Regions from separate parts of the Hordeum vulgare genome. Here region 2 is linked to region 1. A link is a contact called in public Hi-C data. All regions are on one chromosome and are shown on one strand. Each heading gives the region's core, a stretch centred on a gene start, on an enhancer-like site or on the middle of the called end of the contact. The rest is flanking DNA. Distances are from core to core; before and after follow the strand shown. Region 1 has its middle 51 kb from the start of LOC123409303. Region 2 holds the start of LOC123409303 (vegetative cell wall protein gp1-like).

Region 1 (7,257 bases), core at 2,873-5,372:
AGCACATCTGTTGGAGCATCCGGTACTCCAGTAGACGTCGCTACCGCCCCAACAGACTGGGATGTTACTCCCTGGCCTCCACCCTGCAGAGCGTGCTCCTCCACAGTGGCATCTACCGCCATGCCTGGCTCAACCTGCTGCGGCAGCATGGAGTCACCCTTAGCCTTAGCAAAATACTGCTCCAAAGAAACTGACGGCAACCCAACCACCGGCGAAGAGGGCTGCAATGCCGTCGAAGATCTCTGCTTCCCAGGAATAGACAACCGGACCTTTCTACCCAGCCCGGCGTCCCTCGCCGAGGCAATGAACCTTGCAGGTGCAGAAGCCGGCTCCAAAGAACCAAAACGCACCTGTGTTACCGGTGCGGACATACCCGCTCCACCTGCAGTCGGTGTCTTAGGATCATTCGGCAAAACGGCATGGTTGGAGGCTGCCCCGTCCTTGTCTGACTCCTTAGCACGGGACTCATCATCCCCATCAAACATATCTGCATCTGTTTGTTTCTCCTCATCAACAACCATGAGAGGTCTCTCAATCTCTAAGCGAAGAGTATACCTCATACCCTCATAAACCCAAAGGACCTCATCTGGCACAAGTCCAATATCAATCACACTGACCAACATCCGCGCAACCCCTTTGGCGCGAGAAAACACCATGTCCACCTTCTCAGTCTTTCCTATCAATGACCCAAGGCTCCAAGCAACATGAAAATCACTCACCGCCTTCGACGGTACGCCCGCAAACCGGACCCAAATCTGATCCAGCGGAGTCCCCTGAGGCTCATCACCCTTCCAGGAATCAAACTCTAAGATATAGCACGTGCTTGGCACTCTGCACATACCGAATTTCAGCAGCCGCGCCAAGTCTTCCTTGGAAGGAAAAACAACCTTGAACACATTGTCAGCAACAGCAATAGGGTCCCATCGAAAAGAAGAAGACACCAGCTCTCTCAGTTGCTGGCCAACCTGGTCTGCAGTCATAGACCCACTGGCCACAGTCACCTTACCAGTAAGGGTTACATCGGGAGCATGCACCGCAGAAGTCCCAGCAGGTGACTCAAAAAACATTAGGTCCTCACAACAAGTCCCATAAATCGCTACTGTCGGCATAATTCCAACTGTGAGAGGACACTTAAGTAGACCATGTACTGGTTTGAGACAGAACTCACATAATTCCGCTGTACATTCGGACACAAAGTGACCATTCTCACCACAGCGGTAGCACGTCATCTTTTCCTTCTTGCGCGCCCACTTAGATGGTCTATCTCCCCCATCTGATTTAACAATAGTGCTGTCCTTGAGCTGAGTCGGACCCTCAGCATCTCCAGGCCCCGGTAGTAACGCAGCAGCAGGGCTCCCAGACCGCCCCTGAACCTGCACCTCCGCTATTGGTTCAAGAACCTCAGGAGTTGGCAGCGAATGCTTAGACTTTCTGCCTCCGCCTCGAGCAGCCCAATTCTGCCTATAGCCCCCTCTCTTAGGATGCGAAGGACCAGCAACACCTTGCACAAAATTCCCCGGAGGCCCCTGCCAAGCACCCCGACCGCCTCCAGCAGAAGAAGCACCGCGATGCTGGCCATGACCGTAGGCACCAACTCCATCGTCTCCCCACCGGCTGCGAGACTGCCCTTGATTCGTTTCAGGCCCCCCAGACCCTCCTGCACCCTGCTGTTGCAAGTTCCTGGGCACCTGGGCTGGCGGCCGACTCCCCTGGGTCATCCCCCTCGCAGCCAGCTGATTCCCCTGGCGCGCCGATTGCTGCAAAGGACGCTGCGAGGCAGACGCCCCAGACGGCAGCGGTGCGTGCGAAGCCCCGGCCGGAGGCGGCCCCTTCCCAGACATCACCTTGGGCGGCGGCAACTTAGCTGGCGGAGCAGTACCCCTCCCTGCCATGATCGAGAGATCAGCAGCGGCAAGAACAAACGCCGCGCGGCCGACTCCCAACCTAGGAAAACCTGGGCGCCCGCGACGAACTCTGATTGATCCACAATCGTTCTCAGCGGTTAAGATAGGTTGATCTGAACCCCCAGCAGGATTCGGCCAAGGAGATACTACCTTGCACGCCAGACCATCAAGGCCCACATCGTGACAATTATTCTCAGTTGGAGTCGAACCCGTAACCAGGTCAAGCACCGCTGCGTCGGTGAGGGCCATACACCCTGGACTCGGCGAGATTGGCGCCTGATCAGCGGGACTCTCCGCCGCAAGAACTGACAACAAAAATTGTTGTCTATTGGCCCGAGTTGAAGGCACAATCAACGCCGGAGGAACTATCCTTGCCGGTTTAAGATGGTTCTTCGAACTACGCCTCCCAGTAACCCAGCAATCGGGCTTGAAAAAATCTGACAACACAAGGGGAGGGAGGTTTACCTTAGGCAATGCACCGACCCATGGCTTCCTAGCAATCCCCTGCGTCTTCTTCCTCTGCAGAATAGGATCGTGTACGATCCTGGCGTCCAGCATGGCTGCCGGAGATGGCGACGGGCTGAGCGGAGAGACCGGCGACGTATTCTTCACGATCCCAGCTGTGCAATCAGGGGCATCCCTGCCTACATTCTGGAACTGAACTTGTTCGTCGTCCTCCTCCGCATCCGAGTGGCAGTCCCAAAACTTCCCCCTACTCGGGCTTGAACTCAAGACCGCTCCATCGTTGCCTTCGTCGTCAGAGGAGATATTGCATACCTGAGCAATTTCGGGCGCCACCGGCTGATGAAAGATCTCAGATACACAACGAACAAAGTAAATATCAACCTTGAAACAAAAACCTGCCGCGAACTGAACACCCTCGAAGTACCGTCCGGCAAGAATATCATCATCTCCATCACGAAGTGATAGCCAAGAGGAGATAGGATTGAAAACAACCATACCCTCCACCTGAGATGAACCAACCTCTGAAAAACAAACAGACCAAAAAATTCGCCGGTGCAGTTGTCTTGCCGGCGAAGTCCGGCCTGCCCGCGAAGCACCGACGCGAGCTCTCACGACCGGCGGCGTGGACAAGTCCTCCTTCCCCTGGATCACAGCTCCGGCGTCGTCCCGCAATTCCAGATCGCCAGGCGCTCCAGGGTCGCCCAGAATTCCCTGATCCAGCAACGGCTCCATCCCCTCTTCTTCTCAATGAAATCTATGTACATCGATTTAATCAACTCAGGTCCAATTCTAAGATCGATACATATTTGGAAAATTAAAATACCCTTAAGAATCAAAGTTGTTATGTGGTTTGTTCATAACGAGGTGATTCTCACTGCGGATAACTTGGCCTTGTTACTTCTGTGATCAAAATGATTCAATTAAACACCTCGTTCTCGAGTGCCCGATGGCTAGAATATTATGGCGTGCAGTCCATGTAACTTTTAATATTACCCACCAAATTGTATTCACACGTTATTCGGTATGTGTCTCAATGGGGTTGATCCAACTAAGACGGCACATATTCGTACAGGAGTATGTGCGTTATTGTGAGCTATATGAAACTGCAGAAACGATATAGTTTTTAACAGACAAACTCGGGTTAAACTTTTATAATAATCTACAAGGCTACTATTTGGATCCGTACATGGTCGTTAGTCACTCTTGCGGAAGCGAGGATCCTTTGGTTACTGGATGCATCCAGTGAAAGATGATAGCGCACGATATTTACAACCGATTTGGATGACGGTCCAATAATAGACTAGATGTTGAGTCATCTTGTCCTATTTTTGTCCGTTGTGCCATTTTACCGTTTTATTTGATTTCATCTGACCTTTTAACGGATCATATACTAGATCATTGAGATTTTAAAACCCTTTGCTTAATAGTATGGCTCTATGCATCAGGCTGATGCACAAGCCGGGTCATCTTCTTTTTCAAAAAAAAAAAAACGTGACACCAAGAATCCAAGATGTACTCTGGCCAGGTGGCCCTGTTGGGTTTTGCCTGCAGGGCGTGCATGCATGGCGCAGCTCATTCTACTCGCAGCAAGGTCAAGGCACGAATCGCTTCGTCGCAAAGGTACGCAACCTTCTCACCTTTTTTCATACACGAGAACGGTTTATCCTTTACTTTTGTCCCTATCAGACGAACTCAAGTTGCCTCGTCGTTTCTCGCTGGATCGAACCGATGACGGACAGAACGACAGATACTACTTAGGCACGGCAAGGAACTTTTCAACACCGGCATCAGGTTCGCAACGTGTCGACGTGTGTGCGGACTGCGCCTCGACCCATTCACTCCACGGACAACTAATCGCGTCAGATTATCAACCGTTAGTAGCACTATGCCCGTATTCGCTCGTCGATCAAGTCTCAACTTGTGAAGCACGGGTCAACCAGAAGCATTTGGCCCGTCGAACAGGAACTCTTACTAGTTCCTGTTCTTCAATTCCCAGTATATATAAAATGTGCGGTGGCAACTAATCGCGTATTGGCGCTACACTTATTCAGGAGACAGCAGATTGCCACCTGTGTTGGATCTCTCTCAAACTTGCTTATTACACATTTTTGCATCCTGACGCCTCCTATGCCGAAATGTCGTACTAACGAGCACATAGACGAATGTGAAGCAACTAAATAATAAATATAATTTTCATCATGGTGGTACATCGACAACCAACCGAATCACATACTACGTAGTATTGGACTGGACTGCATGCACACCTACAATCACATATTGAGTATATATAATGTCTGAGCTCTTGGCAAATATCACTTGGCAATGAAGAGAGACACTAAGTAGTAGTCTACGAAGGGGGTCCTTGTGTGAAGACTATATCTTAATTACAGTGGTTGAGAAGAGTAAAACTGGGTAGAATAAATGAGAGAATAGATAAGATAGTAAAAACAAATGTTGAATTATGAACTTCACGTGGTTTTACCAAACAATTGCAAAGTTACCTATATTTCTTTTAGAATTAGTTATTCATGGAGATTGTCTTTTCTCTTTGTGAACATTTAATTATATGTCGCTCGGTCTTTCCGAGGTTCTCGTAAGAGTCAGGTATGTGCGTGTTCATACGTGTGAGTGTATGTAAACGACAACATATGTGTTTCTAGAAAGAAACATTCATTCAGAAAGAGCATACAACAAATATGCTACTTACACACAATTGCATCTTTAGTTATCATATTTGGATAAAAATGTTTCCTTCTTTAGTTATCATATTATTATACAAAAATCTGTGTAAGAATACTCAACGAATATATGTGTTTCCATCTTTAGTTATCATATTATTATACAAAAATTTGTGTTCCATACAATCAAACTTCACTAAAATATTGCAAAAATAGGACATATACTAGTTGAGTATATTTGCATCTTTGATTGTATAGACATATGGCGGCCTTTGATTGTATCTCTTAGAAATATATTAGTTGAGTATTTTTGCATCTTCTATTTGGATTCACCGCTCCCCCGCGTGAATACATTACTCAAAGGCCGCCAAGAGCAGCGAGTTTAAGCATTACATAGTTACGACGGACAGTGCAGAGAGGCACACCACGATAAACCGTGGCCCGGCTTCATTAAGAGGTGCGAGCACAAGTCTAAAACGGACATATACTAAGGCCCAGTTATTTTCGGGCAGGATTCAGCAGAACCAAGATTTTGAAAAATTCTCATAGAATTTGCTTCTCACAGAATCTGTCACCCCAGTTCTTTTCTGAGATTGTAGTTTGAAATTATGGAGTGAGTTGTGTGACAGAAATGTTTGTTCGGCCCTTTAGTTGAACTGACTTTCTGCATCTAAAACATCTAGCGGCGTCGTGAGGAGCGGAGCCGACGAAGCTCCCATCCGGCGGCGTCGTGACGAGCGGGGCTGGCGAAGCTGTCGTCCGACGGCGGCGTGAGGAGCGGGGCAGCGGAGCTCTCGTCCGGCGGCGGCGAGGGGGTCTATCGTGAGGAGCGGGGCGGCGGAGCTCTCGTCCGACGGCGACGAGGTGGGCCATCGTGGGGAGCGGGGCGGAGGAGTTCTTGTCCGACCGCAGCGTGTGGGCTGGACGACCAAAGGGTGGCCGGAGGCGGGCTGGCAGAGCTCCCGTCCAACGGCGGGCGGAGCGGCTAGTGCTCATTGGGATGATGGGATCAAGCAGATGCTTGGTCATTCGATCATGCGAGGGGCAGTTTGGCTGTAAATTATCCCTTCAATAGGGGTATTCTCATATTTGAAACGTTTTCTTTTGTGGGACTTATGAGAATCCCGAGATTCTACGAAAATCTATGTTTGTTGGGATTCTGGATTTACACTAGGATTTTGTAGAATCCTCTCGAGATTTTGGAAAGCAAATCGAGTTCTTTTTCTCAGGATTTTCTAGGACGAGATTCTTCATAATCTGCTCAAAAGAACTGGACCTAAGTCTAAAGGTTATTACATAGCGTTGGTCGATGGACCTGAATAGAATGTCATTGTTTTTTCTTAGAAAACAGAATTATATTAATATTAGAAAGATACCAACTACACCAACGCTCTACACGTACAAGATTTCACTAACCCCTTGTTTGGATGTAGGAAAAACTGGCTCGCAATTGAATTGGACTCGAATATCAAATCCAAGATGGAAAGGAAATGGCCTCCACTTCAAATTTTGTTGTTTGGATGTGCTTGGTATTTGTTGTTGGAATCAAAGGCTAGCACCTAATTCCAAATCATGTTTGGATGTGCAAACCATGGAATCGCTGACAGAGCAGCCGGATGCGGCAGCGGAGGTGGCGCCAGATGCGGGGGCCGAGGTGGTGGATGCGGCGGCGGCGGACGTCGCCGGATGTGGGGGCAGAGGTGGCCGGATGCGGCGGTAGCGGAGGTCACCGGATGCGGGGGCGGAGGTGGACCGATGCGACGGCAGCGGATGTCGCCGAATGCGGTGGCGGAGGTGGCTGGATGCGGGGGCGGAGGTCGCTCGATGCGGGGGGCGGAGATGGCTGGATGCGACAGGGGCGGAGGTGGCCGGATGCGACGACGGCGGAGGTGGCTGGATACGGTGGCGGCGGCGGTGGTGGGGGGCTTCGGGTCTCGCACGGGAGCGACGGGGTACGCGGGGGTGGGGAGGCAGAGAGCGTTTCCGTGCGATTCTGAGATGCAAAGCTCGGAAAATTATCACACAGGGCGGACGCTCGCGGTGCGTGGCTTGGAATTCGACTGCGTTTTTATGGACCAATTCTGTAACCATCCCCAAACAACGGAATCGGTCTGTAAATTTCAGATTTCCAATTCCGAGCCAGTTTTTCCTACATTCAAATAAGGTGTAAGACATTCAAAATGGACACTGAGAAAAAGAAAATGAGAAGA
Region 2 (7,257 bases), core at 2,022-4,521, 51 kb after region 1:
GGAGAGAGAGGAGGAGAGAGAAGAGAAGTGGGCTCTTGATGAGTAGCCAGCTGCAGCACGAGATCCAAGACACTTTGTGAGATTGTATCATGGGCCAACTACTACTAAAATAGTACACATCTAAAACTTACCATTGTATATGCCCGCTATTAAGTTGGCTCTATATGACATGGCAACTCCTTATAGCCGATTGTTGGCTGTATTATTAACCATGCTCTTAGGGTGTTAGGAGTCGCCAGCTTCAAGGTGACAAGGTACCTGATCCTGATCTGATGAACAACGGCGAACGTGGTCCAACCCTAATCAAGGGTGAGCTTGTTGTTGATTGTCAGTATTAGCACCCTCCAGGCGTAGACGGTGTTCATCCTCGTCCTCAATTCCTCTGGTTTGGTAGCCAAGTGCTTGGTGAACTCGACTGACATTGGCAGGCACTCGAGCTTGGGTGCAAGGATGACCTTGCACAAGTGTGTTGGGTTGGCGTCCTCATGGAAATGGCCATAGTTCTTGGACGTATTGGGGGTGTTTCAGAGCTCCACCATTGCCTTGCCCTTCTTGTCAGCCACATCCTCCTTGCCTTTGGAGGTGTTCCCTGAAGCAGCCAGGTTGATCTGCATATATGAACAAGTGGTCAATGGAGGGACACACATGAACAAAACGTCAATGTATTCATTCATACCATCCATCTAAATCACTTGTGGTCCACAAAGCCCCTATTTATCTACGACTGCACTCCACTACCTTTTCTGTCCTTTTATCTCTTTGTCCTCTATCATCCCCTCTTTCGCAACTCTATGTCTCACCAACGCTCCACCACGATGAACACCTTTCGAGTGCCCTTGGTCGGAGGGCATTCCTCATTGGGTGCTTGCTCAACGACCTCACCAAGTTCGTGAATACCCTTCAGGTGCATAAAGAGGAAGACTATGTGTTGTTAAAGGCGACGAAGGAGTTGAGGAGGGTGATACTTGACCAAGAAAAAGGCACTATCTTAGTGAACACATTGCGTTGGGCGATGGATGAGGCCGAGTCGGCCGATCCAAGTCCAAGAGTAGGATGGGCCAAGTACAAACTTGTCGGGGCTCATGATGACCAGTAGGCCATCATGGTGGCGCCGGCCACCATCGTTCAGGAGGATGACTAGGAGGAGCTCGTGATGTTGCAAATGGCAGGCTCGTCGAGCCTAAGTATGCTTGCAATGCCGAAGCGGTGGAGATGGTGGTCAGGGTGCCTGAGCCAAGAGAGCTTAAACTACCCTTCTGGGTCGACGATTAAACCCGCAAGGCTACCACCGCCTCCATACTTGTCACGGCTAAGATGCAGTGCTTTGTTGAGATGGATGTAAGCTTATTTTACACCCCCAACCCCCCCCCCACCCCACCCCCGAGAAAATTGCACTAAACCCCGTTTGGACTACTCAAATCGCTAATCGGATATGCCTAAAACGCGTACCAAATCGACCTCGAGAGATAGCTTGGATGCCTATTGCGCTATGCGCATATCGAATGTGGGCATGATAAATCGATTCCATTGGGAATAGACAGCTAACTGCCATTGATGAACGCCTGCTGGTGGGGGTGATGAGTGATGGGGTTGTACTTTAGGGTTAGGGCCACATACCTGCATTCTAGGGCCAACCTAAGGCCCCACATAGTCATCAATGTCCTCCAAGCTACTGGTGCAGTCTTGGTCTCACTCGGGTGAACAGATTCTCACTCAGATGCACAAGGTCACTCGGACGACCCCCGACACTCGGACTAAAGCAAGGTGCGGACGATGAAGGGACAACAACGACAACGAACTTAAACTACCACATAAAGTACAGTGAAGACCGGTGTTACTAGTAACGCGAGAGTTAGAGATGGTGTTACTAGTAACTTCTGTTGTTATTAGCATTAACTCCTCCTTCTAATGACGCTCATTTGGTCGTGGCGCACTCTATATAAGCTACACCCAAGCTCCTGGGCGAGGGTTGAGCATTTTGTATTCGCACGCCCCCATAAGCAAAATAACCTCCAGGCTCGAGACGTAGGGTCTTTACCATTTCCGAGTGGGGTCCGAACTCGTACATCCGAGTGCAACCAGTGCGTCGTAGCTAGGCTTCGCCCCTCGTTCGTACCCCTGATACTATTGTGAGGATCATTCCCACGACAATGAAGCCAGTGATCGGTACTCGCGGTCTAGATCTTCACTCCACTGCTCGCCGCTATTGCTTGCCGTCCAGATCTTGTGCTCGGCACCGCTGATGTGAGAGTGGAGGAAAGGGAGAATGGGTGATGAGAGAATGGTGAGTTGAGTTATGGCGGCGCTTCAAGTATGGCTCCTCCTGTGCAGCATCCGACCCACATGTGCCTCGGGTTGTATTGCTTGGGCCTAGCTATGGGCCGATTCAATCGTACTCCTCAGCCAGGCCCACATGTGTTCTAAGGTTCATGGGAGTCAATGCTTTGATACAAGTCAAGCAATCAAACCGAACAAAACTGCATAATGTAGGCCTGATTTTTAGACATAATGCAAACAACCAAACAGACCGTAGGTAAAATCCATATAGCTTGATTCATGCAAGCCTAGCATTCCTCCGAAACTTCCAAAAAAGACCTTGTCTCTTCCACTGACAAACAAAGCAAGGGATCAATCCTTCCCTAAGAAAACAAAACAGAGGATCACCCTCACATTCCTCTCCAAACGAACTCAAACTCCACTTCCCGCTGCTCGCCGGACCGTGCCTGCCCGGCCAACATACGGACGGAAACAACGACCGAAGCTGCCGCCCGGGTCACCACACCGAGTCCCCGGTCCCCCGCTGCCGACGTGCGTGCGGCCTGCGGTCGACAACAGCATGCAGCACGGAGCACGGCCGACTGACTCATCAGTCATCACTCCCCGGACAACGACGCCGCCGGCCAGCGTACGTACGTACCCGAATTTTCCCCGTGAAACCGTGTGGGCTCCCACGGACGGACACCTGGGTGGTGCGTGCACCCCCCAACAAGGTATAGACTAGACCGATTCTCCAAAACAAAAGGTATAGACTAGACTTGCTATTCCGGCGTCAACCGGCGATTCGTCAAGGTTCCAACCCCAGCACCCGGAAGCTTTCAGCCACGTGAACGAAAAGATGTCGATCCGTATGGATGGATGGATACCTGTGCGAACTTGGCTCCTGGCATCTGATCCGGGTGATCGATCGACGCGGCCTGACACGTCGTACGTAAAGTCCCAGTTCCCTTTCGTTGAGCTCTTCAAATACCCCCCCAACCACCCTTGTCTCTTCCCAACCCGAGCTCACTACATACACAGGCCGATCACACAAGTGCGACTGCAAAGTTGCACCCCTTGATATTTGTTAGTACAGTTAGGACTTAGGAGGTAGTGATCTTCCAGACATGGCGAGCGCTCGTGGTGTGGCGGGGCTGCTCTGCTTCGCGCTCGTCGCCGCGGCGGCGAGCGCGGCGCAGTACCGGGTCGGCGAGCAGCGGGGGTGGAGCGTGCCCGGCGCCGGCGCCGAGCCGCTGAACTCGTGGGCGGCGCGCATGCGGTTCGTCATCGGCGACCAGCTCCGTAAGTTGCACACCCAGTCGATCATATCATCGGATGGACGAAGGTTCGTTCGTTCGTCCATGGCCGTGGATGGATGGCATGGTGAGCTGACGGGTTTCTTTTGTCGCAGTGTTCGTGTACCCCAAGGACACGGACTCGGTGCTGCTGGTGGACCAGGCGGCGTACAACGCCTGCAACACCACGACGTACGTGAGCAAGTTCCAGGGCGGCAGCACCGTCTTCACGCTCGACCGCTCCGGCCCCTTCTTCTTCATCAGCGGCAACGAGGCCAGCTGCAAGGCCGAGCAGAAGCTCATCGTCGTCGTGCTCTCCGTCGAGCACACGCCGCCGGGACTCCTGCCGCCGCCGCCGCCTCCTCAACCCTCCATGCCGCCGTCGTCCGCGCCGCCCATGCCCAGCCCGATGTCGCCTCCTTCCATGACACCGCCCATGCCTAGCCCGATGTCGCCTCCTTCTATGACGCCGCCGTCGGCTACGCCGATGCCGAGCCCGATGTCACCCCCTTCCATGACACCGCCGTCCGCCGCACCGATGCCCAGCCCGATGTCCCCTCCTTCCATGACACCGCCGGCCGGCGCGCCGATGCCCAGCCCGATGTCTCCCCCTTCCATGACACCACCGTCCGGCGCACCTATGCCGAGCCCGTTGTCCCCTCCTTCCATGACGCCACCGTCCGGCGCGCCGATGCCGAGCCCGATGTCCCCTCCTTCCATGACACCGCCGTCCGGCGAACCGATGCCTCCGACGGTTGCTCCCGTGGCAACCCCGGACTCGCCACCATCACCGACAGGTCTAGCTCCGTCACCGGGAACACCTGGAGCTGGAGGCGGATCATCGCCGGGCACCCCTGGATCCGACACGAACAGCCCGCCGGCGCCGGGTGCCGGCGGGGCGAGCGCGACCACGCCGGGAAGCGCGGCCGCTCCGGTGACGGCAGGGCTGATCGGCACGCTTGCAGCAGGCATCGGCTACGCCATGCTAGCTATCTGAGTGCTCTGTTCTTTTGTATAGTGTGAAAAATTGCATGATGCCGCTGATACTCTGCAGAGGATTTTTACCTTTGTACGTAGGAGTATTTGTTTTCCGATTGTGAAATAATAATAAGAGATACGTTTGAGCTCTTTATATTATATCTTTTGAGTTTTGAACGATGCTTGGGTCCCGAATGACCCAGAAACTTCATGAAAAATCATTAAACTTGAACGGAGGTACGAGTAATGCTACACCTACAAAGACTTACGTAAAGATTTTACGTACAAACCGATGTGTAAGATTGTGATTGGTAATTGAGAGATGAGGGGCCACCGTCACTAAAAATCAAGGGGGAGAGAAGAGTTAGTTTGAAAGGTTAAGTAAACCTTTGTAAGTTTTTATAGGTCTAGCATTTTTTATGAAGGTATAGTGCAGTTTACAACTGGACCCAAAGTGATAAAAGAGAAAAGGTACAGACTCATCCTGACATTTGCATGAAGGACGAACAATCGTCTCCCTGACCCAAATAGAGAAAGAGAAATGCAATCGGGTCTTGAGCACCTCTACAGAGCATCTATAGCAGGAGCACTTATATTCGTCTCATACATCCGACGAGGTCATTCGGACAAGACACGGTCACGAAAAATTGATCCAGACGGTCTAAGTGACCCTCAAATGCTCGGGTGGACTGGCACTCCTCATATCCAACCCAAATATGAACGGATATGAGGAACCCAGACACGCCCGCCTCACTGCCTAGCCCACCACCGACCCCATCGACACGTTAGTCCGACCCACTATCACCCCACTAAATACCCGAATCAGGAAAACCCTAGACAACCGGCAGTTCACTCTCCATCCACTCCACTTCCCCTCCCCACGCTTTGATTCGATGGCCGGCGACGGAAGCAGCTCTGATGGGTCAAACATCGATGTGGAGGAGGTGGCCCTTCGCATCGCGTTGTGTTGGTCGCTACAGGACCAAGGCGGCCCCGACGACGGTGGATCTGCATCCTCCGGGCCCGTCGCACGCCAACGGAGCGTTGACGGCGGTGGATCGGCATCCTCCAGCGCAGGCGACGTCGCGGGCCCTTCTCGCGAGGCACACAGCTCCGGTCACTCCCGCTTCGGGAGGTCTGTTCCAGGGCAGGTACGCCTCCCACCTCCACCACCTTCTGCTCTGAAAGTGGTGCGTGAACACTGTTGGGTCCTCGTGCCTGCGTCAGAGACGGGGCGCAGCAACAGCGGGCTAGGGAGAGGGGTGGGCTGGCCGCGCGGCGTTCAACCTCGAGCATGTCGGTCGACCCCGAGGACGCGCTCCTCACGGGCATCCTTCGTCGCTCGCTGACGACGGCAGCGACGGATGCGCGCCGCCTCCGCCGCAAGAATGTTGAGGCGCTCCGACTGGCCATCGAGTTATCGGAGCGCGAAGCAACGAAAGAGGCGGCGGCAAAGGCGAAAGTAACTCGCCATGTGAAGGAGCGGGAGCGCCTGCTCCGCGGGCTGTCCGGCATGCGGTGCGGCTCCAACGAGGATGATAGCGACGTCTTCACCACGTCCGGCTCCGACGACGACGATGACGACAATGCTCCACCGCATGCCGACGCCTACACAGAGGAGGGGCACATCGGTATGGACGACCAGAAGGGGAAGGAGGCGGCAAGGAAATGGTGATTTCCTCCGCCCTATCCCTGTTTTGTTTATATTTTAATTATGCTAAAGTAGTTTGTAGTATGAATTTGCCGATGTACTATGATCCTTTTGTTCGACGAAACAATCCGATCCGAAGGAAGATGTTGATCTCTGGTTTTACATAGTGTTGCATGCGTTTGTATGGATATGAGGGTTTGGATATAAGTAGTGAGGATGTGGAAGGAAAAAATAAGGCGCGTCCGATCAGTGCCCGCGTACGCGGATGTTTAAGGGTCGTATTTTAGGGGTCCCGCTGTAGATGCTCTTAGAGCATCTCCAACACGCGTCCAAAAATTGCTTTGTGTAGTAAAAAATGTTTTTTGCGTGGACAGTTTCAGCAGAAGCTGGAAAATAGTGTGCGTGTAAAAAAATTGGGCACGCGTTAAAAGGCATCATCTCACACGGTAAATTTAAGACGTCAGATTGCACGCGCTTCATAATTTGTACTGCGTGTTTCTTGACACGCGTTTTTGGCATGTGGAAAATCAATGTTGGCCCCGACGCGCTAAAAGTGCTACAGATACATATCTAGCAACAGCCACGAACGACCATACAATACTACAAAGCACAAGCCGGGCACCTCCAAAGATCAGCTACTCCCACAGAGCTTCCCTTGTCGACGCGCCATCCACCCTGAATGCCTAAAAGGCGGTGGTAGGAAAATGGCATGACTTGCTCTGATCCGAGGAAGACATCGTCTTGGATAGCACCGCCGGGAATCAAAATAGGACCATGGCAAACACCGAAGAAGAGCAGCTAGGAGCGAAGCCGTGCCTCCAAACACGGTGCTTCCAACAGGGGAGCGACGTTGAGAACGCCGCTATCGTGTCGATCCGACTGAATCAAGGCTTTCGCCCAGAGACAACAACCAACTCCACAAAAGCGAGGGAAATGTCGAATTCTCCTTGATGCCTCCAAGGAGTGGGACGACACCATGGGCGCCATCGCCGCCGGCCCGACAAGAGTTGGGCAAGATTTTCGACGATCCAACTCATTCATCAAGGGCCAGAACCGCCACGGAAAGATATCAACTGC

Evidence for each region. A called contact is a pair of places that touch in the nucleus more often than the background predicts.
Region 2: a Hi-C map of leaf shows a contact between it and region 1, with 1.8 times the contacts expected there. The contact joins the promoter of LOC123409303 here to the enhancer-like site in region 1. A contact is called at or near these places in 2 of 6 Hi-C or Micro-C datasets (leaf and seedling).

Annotation. Positions count from the first base shown.
Region 1 is chr7H:587,287,554-587,294,810 of MorexV3_pseudomolecules_assembly, forward strand. No RefSeq gene overlaps it. Among protein-coding and RNA genes, the nearest start is that of LOC123409303, 51 kb to the right of the region's middle. Within about 2 kb of position 4,123, at least 1 of the 3 cell types and tissues checked has open chromatin away from gene starts, as enhancers often do. A contact at or near this core is called in leaf, where this site is marked.
Region 2 is chr7H:587,339,318-587,346,574 of MorexV3_pseudomolecules_assembly, forward strand. LOC123409303 (vegetative cell wall protein gp1-like) reads left to right here and starts at 3,272. Exons shown (of 2, transcript XM_045102241.1): 1 at 3,272-3,558; 2 at 3,668-4,683. The coding sequence starts at 3,384. The coding sequence ends at 4,548.